3 separate regions of the Zea mays genome follow, and all the other regions are linked to region 1. The links are chromatin contacts, called in public Hi-C maps. All regions are on one chromosome and are shown on one strand. The core of a region is the stretch at or near the end of the contact, and the rest is flanking DNA. Distances in the headings are between cores, read along the strand shown. Region 1 holds the start of LOC103626867. Region 2 holds the start of LOC100276156. Region 3 holds the start of LOC100193966 (Mitotic spindle checkpoint protein BUBR1).

Region 1 (4,185 bases), core at 325-2,824:
CATGCACATGTATATATGACTAAATCAACATGGATAGATGCAGCACAAGAATCATAATTATTAGCCCATGCACCGAATGAGAGAAAGTAATGAATTTTATGTAATTGCTTACCTTCTCATGACTTTGTTCTATCTTGATCAAGTTAAAACGTCATAATATGTGCCGCACGCCATTGGTGCCGCATTCTTTTCTCTATATACTACATAATGACCATACGTTTGATTCCAAAGAAAGATTAGCAACAAAATATCAAGACACGAATTGGATGTATGACACAAGAACAATCAAACTATCAAACTCAAGGAAGTTAAAAGTAAAACATCCCACAAACCATGTTTTGAACCATGTCTAAACATTCCAAGTTTCGAGATTAGTTCATGCATATGCGAATGGCATTGTCCATGGATACTGTTTGCAAGCATTATCTGTAGGATCACCACTGTAGGATGACGACCTAGTGATCCTCCATTTGCCAAGATAGTGTAGATCTTGGCATTGATCTCAATATTGCTTTTTACCTATAGAGTGCTGTCCTCCAGAGGCAACTGGCTTGCTAGATGATGCTGGTATAGTTTCCAGCTTTTGAAACTTGGATGGGTAGGATGAGTCTTCATCGTCGTCTGATTCAGTGTCATCTCCAGAGCTGCTGAAGTTGTTTGGATCGACAGCGAATGACACGCTGAAATCAAGACGGTCCTCTATTCCTTTAGCCTGATATATAACGACGACGATGGAAAATTAGAATGAATGAAATAAAGAAGCAAGGCATCGCCAGCAGGTACATCTGTGGCACTGGAAGTTGCACACAATATCTAGCTAGCAAGCATACATGAGCACACAATTTAGAAGAAGATCGTTTACAGATTGCCATGGTGTTCCCTCGATTCATCAACCAACCACCATATATCATTTCTACATATAACATGGATGCTGAATTGAAGACTTGAAATCTAGCAACTCCTACACATGCATGCATAAAAATCTTGCAGCATGAATTGAGCAAGATGTGTCTCACCTTGCACTCGAGTGAGCAGAAGCGGCAGTCCTCATCCTGGAGTCCCCTTCCGCACTGCTCACAGTGAGACGCGCCATGCTTTCCGTGACCCGACATGGGTCGCCTGTTCAGGAACACAGCATAGTCTCCGTTGTAGACGTAGGTCTGCACCAGTGACACGCTCAGCCGATTCTGAACATCATCGACCTTCACAACGTTGTTGCCTGACGACCTCCGGATCTGCACCTCACACACAAAGCAAGCAAGAGCAGTGACACCGTGCCTAAAGATCGGAACTAATCCACACACTTTTGCCACGACAGAGTGGTCCTAGCTGTGTACGTACCTGGATAAGTCCATGACCTTCATGGTTGCCGAGGCAGCCAGAGCAGAGGGCCCGGTCGGCACAGTGAGTGCACAGGAAGTTGCAGCCGCTGGTTCTTTTCCTGTTAGCGCGGCCGGCGTCGTTGGCTTGGTGCTCTGGGCATGCATCGAAGAACCTGGTCTCTAGCAGCGCACGCAGCCACGCTGGTGGGGCACGCTCCGCATCGGACCGAGCCATCTCCCTCAGGCTCACCATTTCTGCTGCCCTGGATGGAAAGTACAGCAAGCATGGTGAGCAGACACCGTACCTAAAGACATACTAAAAATGCAAACCATGCTACTAAGTAAGAAGCGAAGAAATTTAGCAGACTGAAGAAATTTCACCAACCTGCACCTCGGATGGTCGATAGATGGAGATGGAGAGCGAGGCAGATTGAGATTTCAGAGACCACCACCACTCTTCTGCCTTTATCCTTATTTTCCTACAAACACAGGATGGATTGGGATCTGAGATCTTAGAGATATAGTATAGTAGTAATAACGGACGTATTAAATGATGGTGGATTTGTGTGCAATGTTGCCACGAAAATTTTGTAGTGTGTGAAATGTGTGTGCAAATTTAAAATTTGTCTCAAGGCGGGGGAAAAAAAGAAAAACTGGAAACAACTGCCAAAAGGGCGTGAAGCACATGTGCATGGCTGGGTAGCAATGACCTGGTGTGGTGATTATATGCCTTCCAAAAATAACCAGATCTCCAAATAGATGTCTTGGCCCATTAAGTTTTTTTTTTCATTTTTATCCTAGTCGTTACTAATGACATAAAATATCATTGTCTACAACTCTTTGTATGCTACGGACGGATATCTCGACTTTAATCCATACCGACTTCTACTACTTCTACAATATTTTGTCTCTATGAATTACAGCCGCAACAGTCTAAATAACTGTCTTTAATCCAAAGCGAATAGTGTTTACAACTCTTTGAGTTTTATGCTACACACTAGTACAAAAAAGCTTATGCCTATGGTAAGGTCTAATTTCTACGTGCGGTTTTGATTATCTAGCGTCAATAAAAATAAAGTGGTCGGCCCGACTTAAGAATGACAAGTGGAAACAACTTTGCACTGACGGTTTTCTTAAAAAACTGAAAGTATAAATCATATTTGTACTAACAGGTCCTAAAGAAAACTGCCAGTACAATTCCATGATTTCTGCTAGCGGTTTTCTTTTGAAACCAACAATATAAATATGATTTCTATTGGCAGTTTTTTAAGAACCGCTAGTAGAAATCATTTTATCCTAGATTTTTTAGTTTTTCAAATGAATTCATATGAAAAATCAACCAAAAAAGTTGTAGATCTCCAAAAGTTATGAAATTTTGTAGTTGACAACTTTTTCATTTGAAATCATCTAGGCTCTCAAAATTGCATATGAATTTTTTCAAATTTAAAATGTAAATTCTGCAAATGATCTCGGATGGAAAAGGTACTAAAATAATTGGTGTAGAACTTAAAAAGTTATTGAACTTTGTAGTTAACAACTTTTTCGCTTGAATTAGTTTACGACCCAAAACAATCAATTTACACCTAATTAGTTTTAATATGTGGGTAACAAAGCTACAATCTAGATACAAAGTAAGTGATGGGTGGAGTGGGAGAGGAGGCTACTCGTGAGGGTAAGGTCTCATGTTTGATTGCCACCAACCACGTACGGCCTGATTGGTTGCCTATACGTCGCGTGCCTGGCTGGTGCGGGCCTAGTCCCCCAGCGAAGGCCATTTCCAGCTTCTCCACGCATGCAGGCTGAATAGTGAAAAACACCCGCTCGCACCCGGAGTCCGTGCAGGCCATTTCCAGCTAAAGTGCATACGCTCGTGCAGTCCAGAGTACGTGGGGCACGGCAACCAAACACCCGCTCGCACCCGGTCAACGCATGCCATGAGCCTGGCGGGTAGGACCTCGCAACCAACTACTCGCATGAGATTTGCACGAAAATGTCATCACTAACGGCATCGATTGGCGAGTGATGCCTCCCCTAATTAAATAATTTATTGTGCTATTTTGATAACCATGTTTGTATTTTCTAAAAAGGATTTGTAGCGACGGTTTTCATACCTCAATCGAGTGTGAAAATCGATTTCCACCGATGGTTGTCTTAACTGAACCGCTAGTAGAAATCAATTTCCACTAGCAGTTCTCAATTAACTGGATGTGAAAACAAACATTTCTATTGACCTCTACCACTAGCGGTTCTGAAAACTATCAGTTAAGATGGGTTATAAACCGCCTTTATAGACCTTCTTTGTACTGGTGACAACCATTACCAATTATAGCTACAGCCAAATATCGTTGTTTACATCTCTTTGAGTTTTATGCATCGTACATGAATAAAATCACAAAGTATTCTCTTGTCTAATTTAACCAAGATAATAAACAAGTTCAACGCTCTCCATTTTTAGTGCCTCTTTGGGACGGCTCCGGGGAGCTCCCGCTCCCGGCCGACCAACAGGGAATGGCTTCCTCCCAAGAGCCAAAAAAAAGTGGCTCGGTTACCCGAGCTAGTGCAGTTGAATGAGTCGGAGCCCGAGCATTTTGGAGCCCTCCCAAACAAGCCTTTAAAACTTTTTCCATCCTTGACTATGTATAGAACCTCTAAACCAATCCAGGTTAAGCGCGTTATGTCAATCATTTGACTCACTCAAACGTACGAAGGTTTGAATCATGACAATAAATTGATGATGTTTCAAACCTACAAAATGAATAAAAAAGAGTTCACATGGTTCGCGTTCAGGTTGATATCACACACTAACATTCCATTTCCTATATATCTCCAATATACAGAACAAAATACACATATATACTGTCAC
Region 2 (3,970 bases), core at 968-3,467, 290 kb before region 1:
TAGGTGTATGAAACAAACAGGTTCTACGCATGCAAGCAATGCTTGCCCGTCAGGCTCGTCTGCGCTCGACGAGCGTATCTAGAGATGCAGGCTGTGTGCATGCACCTGAAGCTTGGACAGGCATTTCTAAATCATATTTTATTTTGTTTTTCGTCATAGATCTCACTTGAAATTTTCAATCGCTAAACCAATTTTAAATTTATGTTCTTAGCATTTTTACGAACAAAACTAGATTACACTTGCTATATAAATTTTAGAGATTTATTTTGTTTATTCTATCGGATCTTTATTCTTGATGTTGACAACCAAACAACACTTGTATTTAGCCTAAATGCACTAATACAATAACCAAACAAAAGTCTATTGCATGAAATTAGCCGGACCAAATGAGCCTGAATCCTCAGGTGCTCGGTGCTGGCTAAGTCGGAAAAGGCTGCTACTACACGGCAACCAAGCACACCGATAGTGCATCTAAGTGCATTACATAAAATATGTATAGAGAAAACCCAAAAACATAATTCAGAATTAAGTACAAAAAACCTTGGTTATGACAGTAACCAAAGCCATGTTATTTCCTCGTAGTACCATCCAAGAAGTATGAAGACAAGTGTATCGTTCCTGTTTCACATCATGAGCTCAACATCAGGTAAGCCGCAACAAGGCTTCATCTGCACAGAACTACCTTCGCAACTAAATTCTTCTTACTTTACACAAACGGACTAAGAAGTTGTCAACCCTGCAAACAGTCATAAGAGTTTTTTTTATTCGTCGATGTCCGATAGAAGTAACAGGTCTACTATGCTGTTTCTACACACTGTTTAAGCCCAGATAGTATAACAGCTACTAGTAGCTGAATTATAATGAACGACAACGATTATACATAAACCAAAACACCTTACGGCCTAGGTTGAGACTGCAACTGGGATGGCTCGACAAGGCCTTCCAAGACAACAAGCTGATCAAGCAGTGCAAGCTTTTCATCCTCTAGGGCCTTCATTTCTTCATCTTCCATGCTCAGTTCTTTGTCCAGTGCAAAGTTCTCTTCCTCCAGCATCAGGTACTTCCTCCTTAACGCACGGTATTCGTCGGTAGGACCAGATTCCGGCAGGGAATCCGGGGTCCCCCTGTCGGAAGGGGGCGTGCGAGGCTCACCCTTCAAGCTTCTTTTGGGTGGCTTTTGGACCATGCCTGATGATTGCGGAAACTCTCTCCGCAACAGTTCAGGTTCACCCTTCAGATGGCCTGATGGCTGCGGCCGGTAGACAACCTTCTTCTTATGCAACTTTGGCGCCAAGAAATCATCATCCCTTGGGTCTTGCATTCTCTCAGGCAAAGCCTTGGCCTTCCCTGTTGAAAGACAATTAAAGTGAGCCAGTTTACTAAAGCAGTACCATCACATGTTAACTTGTTAAGTACCAGCACCAACAGATATGCGGACACACCTACTATTTCAAATCATCAATTAGTATGGCGCATATGCATATAAAGAAGTATAATGACAGGAATGAGTTGCATTTTAATAAATGTAAGAAATACAATTTCGGATCCTTATACAGTAATATGGATTGAGTAGCACAACTTGTGGACAATCTGATCTACTCTTCTCCCAAGCAGAGGCAGCAACAGAGCACATGGCACAGCAGATGAATGTATATACGCCCACCACATGTAACAAGCAGTCGAGCACAATGCAAACTAATTTCTTTTAAAAATAATACGGGGTACAGATTCCCAGCAGTTCATACGAGTAGCTACAGCAGCAGATTGGGAGGGGGATTGAAGATGACACACAGCAGCAGATGTGAATTGGATCAACAGAAGAAGGGGGTGGAGAGGGATTCGAGCATAGCCGATTCGTAGATACGCATGGGATTAGAGCAAGGTGGGAGATGGGTGGGAGAGGCGGGATCTGGCATGGAGCACATGGATGGGAGAAGCACGAAGCGATGGGAGCCGTTGAGCCACCGATTCCAGGTAGGCAGGTACTGCCGATCTGCCACTCTTTCCTGGCTCTTTGCACGCAGGGAAGGGGAAGAAATCAGACCGTGTGAGGGATGAGAGCGGAGGAATTGAACACACCTCGCCGCCACCGAAGACTTGCCGCCGGTTTTCTGCTGCTAGGGAGGAGTCAGGGCGACAGGGAAGAGGCGCTGCTGTTGCGATAGCCGACGACGGATAGGGCACAGAACGACCGACGAGAATCGTTGTGGCCTGTGGGCTGCTCCAGTTGTATATAGATATGCCTCGGCCCAGATATACCTTATGGTCATGGGTTTCCATCTCATATTATTATTTATTTGTGAAACAGATAGGGCAATCGGCAGTGTTTCTTCTATATCGTCTTCCTAAATCCTATTTTTTTTCACCATTCTCTAAAATGTTCCATCCCCTAAATCCTAGCTTCCGCAGGATTCACTATAAATTTATCCTCTATACACAATTTCTAATATATTTAAAATTATGCGTGCATACATAACTTTTTGTTTAACTTATTTCATTCGTAGTTTAAAGTATAAATTTTTAGGAGAAATAGACATAGAACACCCTAAATTTAGGGATAAAAAATCTGCCCCAAAATTTAGTATGTTCTTTAGAGACAACCATTACGGCTTAAGGGCACCATTACGGTCATCCTAATATCAATAAGAGCAACTCCAAAAGAACGTGTAAACTAACCCTAAAACAGATATTAGTAAAAAATAATGGTTTTTCTTACTCCAACAGCTCTCTCATTCTTCCCAAAAAATTAGCGTCCCGCATCCACAGCCTCCTCTCCCTCATATTTTGGTGTGTTTCATCTCTCCACAATCCATTCCTCAACGTATCAGATCATCTACGGCCTCCCGACGACTGTACAGATTGCGCCACATGTCACATTTAAAGGAACTGTTGGAGTTTCACTCTTAAAAAAATTTAGCCTGCTCTTAATAATCAATTTTTGGGGTAAAATTTTTAACATTCTTTTGGAGTTGCTCTAAAAGAACATAATCCGTATTACTTGATATATCGGCTAATAGGATAAGCATCATGCAGTAACACAACATAATAATAATAAAGTAACAGGCCCCGGAATAATTGATATTTTATCATTTACACCGTCGCCTTCTTGCTATTGTCTGTCATGTTTCTATGATTTGTCAACAAAACATGATAAGAATAAATATTACTGCAGGCCCCGGCTCATAGAATCATTGGCAAACACAATTATGTAACTAGCTACTTGTCTACTTGATATGTGGTAAAAAAGCACCCACTTGGATCGAAATATCAGCCGGGCTAGTCACTAATCATGCATAAACAGTAAAAAAAGCACCCCTTCGGTTTTTTTATTTAACATTTCCTAGTGTAAATTTGTACTATCCAACGTCAAATAAAAGCAAATAGAGATGGTAGTACATAGCAAAGGCAAATCACACTGCGTGTTAGAATGTGGTGGGTGGTGCAGTTTGGAATTAAAAATAGCTGTTCATCCATAGAGAAACAGTAAAAACTGCTACGTCCATTGGGTTTAACACAGCTCCGCCCCTTAGCTTGCACTCTATTTCTGTCATTAGGTACATGTGACAATAACATCATTCCATTAATCCCTTCTAAGGGCTAGTTTGGAAACTCAAATTCTCTTCGGGATTAAAGGGGATTGAAGAGAAAATTAGTTCATTTTCACCTCAATTCCCACCAATCCCGAAGAGAATTTGAGGTTACCAAAGTAGCCCTAAGGAAGGAAATAATTTCGCCAAAACCTAAGCAATTTGCTTAGCTTTACATCCATCCCAAGGTATCATTTCTAATACAATTGTTGGGTAAGCTCGTACACATTGAGTGCATCCTATACATGTATCATAAATTTTTACAGAATGTGACATTGGATCTCTAAATTTTCCTTTTCAACATAAATTTTTTTGACCTGGTAAAAATTAAATTAGTACTATATAAATTAGATGTATTGTAGACACATAAATTTTTTTGACCT
Region 3 (4,191 bases), core at 495-2,994, 330 kb before region 1:
TCTACTGTATCATCCTGCTACAGGAAAAGAAAGAAGTCATTCAACTGAGGTATTGGCTTCAAGATAAATAAACACTGCTGTAATTTGAATAGCAAACCTCTTGTTCCCTCTTTTTGATTGATCTTCGAAGAAATGCCCTGTATACAGCTTCCAACTTCTCCAGAGGCTTCGCTTTTCTGACAATAAAAAATCGAATATAAGAAACTTCATACATTCACATGGATTAATCAAGTATTAAAACCAATGCACAACTAACCATAACAAAAGAGGTAAGCAGAAACCATGATAAGTAAAACAATTCCGAGTGTTGTATCATTTACAAGAAGATAGTGGCATAACTAGTCAAAGGAGTGTCAAATCTTAAAGAATAGGAAGTAGAAGACTGAGATTTTTTTTTCATTTTACGTTTGCGAACTAGAAACTAAAAGGAACTTTTTATTTCTAATTCGTTAGAATGTATCAAATTAGAAGTGATCATGAAAATAAAACAAAGAAGGAAAACTGATTCAGTATAACATCAGCCTCATTTTTGTACCATCATTGACTCTTGTTATGTACGAAAATCAAACACAGGAGCATATATGTACTCCATGTCCATTATAGGACACAATTTTTGGATCGGATATATAGTACAACAGCATGATCTACCTAACAATTTAAAACTCAGGAGCTTTATATGAACAAACGTGCTGATCTAAAGAAAATCTCACCTAGCTATACCAAGGTCAAAGATCTCATTAGCTTTCCTCAACTTGTTCTTTGACTCCAGCAACGATGCGTAAGACATGTAGTAGATCGCATGGCCCTGCCCAATCTGGTTGGCCTCCAGGAACCTGTATATTACCTCAGCATCAGCACAGTTCCCCGCCTGCAAAAAGGACAAGATCGGCAGCGGAATGATATATGAGGTGCCTCCACTGCACTGACACAAACTACAGAGAAAAACAATCAAGCTGGCAAAGCATCACTCACGTATTCCAGCCACACTTTGAGGAAGCGGAGGTCGTCCTTGTAGCGCTCGTCGTCCAATAAGGTCCGCACGCACTGCTCGTACAACACCACCAACCCTGAGCACTCGCCGCCGGTCGGAAAATACTCCTGCACCCACTTGATGCAGCTGCACGCGGACGAATCAGAGAAGAAATGAACAATCTATCTGCTAGAACAGCTACCAGTCCTGGCACGAACCAAGAAATCGAAAAAGGCGAGTTAAAGGGGCTATGAGAAAAACTTACTCCAGCCACGGTTGGAGCGGATCCTCGCCTTGGTACTCGTAGATTGCCTCAATCAGCTTCCTGGATCAAGCAAATGAACCGAACGATGAACACACATGATATATATTTGCATTACTGCAGCAACTTGTCTCCTCCCCACAGACCCAGGCCCAAGAAAAAGAAATCCAGAGCAAACAAAAGTTACAAAACCACAACTCCTTTTCCCCCATTGCTGGGCGAAAGACTGGAGAAGGAAACGTACTTTCGGGCTTCGAGAAGAGTGGCGCGCTGGGCGGGATCGGCGTGTGCCTTGAGCGCGTGGTTGAGTTTGGACACGTCGCGCCCGCGCTTGAGCGGCCTCGCGTTCTCCTTGAACTTCTCGCACTCGGCAACCACCGCGGCGGCGGCGTTGCCCAGACCCATCAGCGCCAGCGTCTCCTTGTCCAGCACCGCCATCATCTCTTCCGCCGCCGCCATGTGAGGTGGGTGGCACCGGCTGCAATTCGAATTCGAGGAGATTCGACCGTTGCGTTTTGGAGCGGACGCTGCTGCAGCCCGCAGGTCAGGTTTCGGTTTTAAACGGTGAAGCTTTGCGAAAAGTTTGGGCCGTAGGCTTTTAGTTAATCCCATGTTTTATTTGGGCCGGTTTGTACTCAAAATAGCCCAGCTATGTTTTGCTTGGCTGGAACAAATTCAACTGGCTGTATGCCATGAGAAGCGTAAATTTTAGCAAAAAAAAAAAAAAGCAACCATGAAACGAGGACTAAATTACTCCACCAAGTACATATATTAGGATGTGTTTGGTAAAAGAGTGGATGCGAATGGAACCAATCCAGTTCTATTTTTTGTAGATGTTTGGTTTCTAATGAAAGAGAGTAAAGCGACTCTTATAGTCTCCGTATAAAAATATATCATAAATAATTGAGATGTCTCTGCTCCATCAAAACGATCGGATGTGAGCATACTCATGTCTTTCCTCCCCCCTACACTTTTATGTAGGGATGGCAATTTAACCCGCAAACCCGAAACTCGACACGTACCCAACCCGACGGGTGCGGGTACAGGTAAAAATTTTAACCCGTGAGTGCACCCCAGACTCGACTCAAAGTTTCACGAGTGTTATGCAGGTTTCTATTTCAACCATGGGTGACCCACACCCGACACAAAATTTGGATCATTCTTTAATTTGCACAATACTACTTATGATACAATACAATAGTAATTATTTTTGAATAAGTAGGTTGGCTAATTATTCATTAAATATTTTGTTGCGCTCAACGTGAGAAGGCTTAAAATTCATAGATATAACTCAATTATTACTAATACTAGTCGGTTACCCGTGCGTTGCGACGGCTTACAACAATACCCACGTAAATCCATAAAAATATCAAGATTTTTTATTATTTGTCTCTGCTCTCCGTATAATGTTTTTTTGATTTGGCTAACTGATGTTATTGTTTACTCCATCCAGTATGTCTTGGTACAACACAACCAATGAAATGAGCGATTATAAGAGAGTTCATAACGACTGACTGAACGAACATAGATTATAGAATGACATAATTCCTATATACAGAGACCAAATAAGAGAAAGTTTGTAAGCTCAAGTTTCTAAAATAAGTCACATGAACTCAAACTTATAAAAAAGATAGATCAAAATATAGAGTGGTTGCTAAAGTCAGGCATCAATAAAAACTGGATGTGTTCCATATAAATTATGCTACTTCGTAGCAATTACTAACGTTTAGAACCAACAAATAACCTTTCATTTTACTGTTAGTGTGGCACATCATTGTTGCTCCATCCAATTCAGCAACCTCAAACACCATGGAGTCCATTGCGCCAATGTGGTCTCAGAAACGACCTAATGCTTACAAGAGCCAAGAACGCCGTGATGTGCTTGAGTTGTAGCCTCAGCCCATAGTATTGGCCCAACCCGACACGATTATATTTTTTATTTTAAAAAACGTATATACATATATACAATTTATATTCAATATTAAAAATATTTGAGCATGATGTTCTACTAATTAGACAGCTTCACACAGTGTCTCAAATCCTTCTTCTATCAGGCCATGGGTTCGAACCCCACCTCTTGCATTATTTTTTAACATTTTACGCTGATTTAATCAAATGGGTCGATGAGCTAATGGCTCGACCCGGCACAGTTAGCAGGCCGGCATGACGTGTCTGGGCCAGATCTGTGGCCTGCGGGCGTCTGGCCCATGCCGGGCCGCCGTTTGGCCATCTATATGTGGAGGTGTATTTTGGGACGTCAGCCGGACGGGCGTGCAACGGGTTAATTGTTAATTTGAAATAGCTATGAGGTGTTATTTGTAAAAAGATGACGCAGGATGACCATTAAAACTGGTGCTTTAAATATAGTAGAGATTTAATTGCCTATAGCCGAATTATTAACTAAAATTGTACATTGAGTAAAAACCCGCGGGTGACCCGAAACCCACCTGAAACCCGACGAGTTCGAGTACGGGTTTGGAATTGCACCCGTGGGTGTAATCGCAAGCTCAGTTTAGGTGGACTTTACGGGTGTGATCACAGGCGGGTTTTTGCTCCACTCGACCTAAACCCAATCCATTGTCATCCTTACTCATATGGTTCTCCAACCAAACAAAGAATGGAGTATTTCCGCTTTTTTCTACTCTTCAATCAAAAAAATAAAGCGGCTATGTTCTGCTTGTCAAATACAAAATCAAACGACTACATTTTCATAAATTAGGATGGAGCCGCTCTATTTTAAATGAATCCCATCCAAACACACTATCGGAGAGGAAATTCTCCAGCCGGGTGGAGAAACGCACCCGCCCTAAATCCTAAGATGAGGAGGAGGCCTAAGCATTTTGCCTGCTAGATGGAATCGAGAAGAACACAAGAACACACAAGGGTTTAGAGTGGTTCGGGCCGCCGGAGCGTAATACCCTACTCCATTGTGTGTTGTATTGAGCTTGAGAACTTGTAT

Evidence for each region. A called contact is a pair of places that touch in the nucleus more often than the background predicts.
Region 2: a contact with region 1 is called in a Hi-C map of leaf, with 3 times the contacts expected there. The contact joins the promoter of LOC100276156 here to the promoter of LOC103626867 in region 1. A contact is called at or near these places in 2 of 25 Hi-C or Micro-C datasets (ear and leaf).
Region 3: a contact with region 1 is called in a Hi-C map of ear, with 2.8 times the contacts expected there. The contact joins the promoter of LOC100193966 here to the promoter of LOC103626867 in region 1. A contact is called at or near these places in 2 of 25 Hi-C or Micro-C datasets (ear and tassel).

What each region holds. Positions count from the first base shown.
Region 1 is chr5:126,923,146-126,927,330 of Zm-B73-REFERENCE-NAM-5.0, forward strand. It overlaps LOC103626867, which reads right to left and starts at 1,575. Exons shown (of 3, transcript XM_020538080.2): 1 at 1,342-1,575; 2 at 1,017-1,235; 3 at 309-712. The coding sequence starts at 1,575. The coding sequence ends at 503.
Region 2 is chr5:126,636,688-126,640,657 of Zm-B73-REFERENCE-NAM-5.0, forward strand. LOC100276156 reads right to left here and starts at 2,218. Exons shown (of 2, transcript NM_001150011.2): 1 at 2,080-2,218; 2 at 748-1,347. The coding sequence starts at 1,321. The coding sequence ends at 896.
Region 3 is chr5:126,594,457-126,598,647 of Zm-B73-REFERENCE-NAM-5.0, forward strand. It overlaps LOC100193966 (Mitotic spindle checkpoint protein BUBR1), which reads right to left and starts at 1,745. Exons shown (of 11, transcript NM_001359360.1): 1 at 1,477-1,745; 2 at 1,236-1,295; 3 at 973-1,117; 4 at 711-868; 5 at 98-176; 6 at 1-14. The coding sequence starts at 1,691.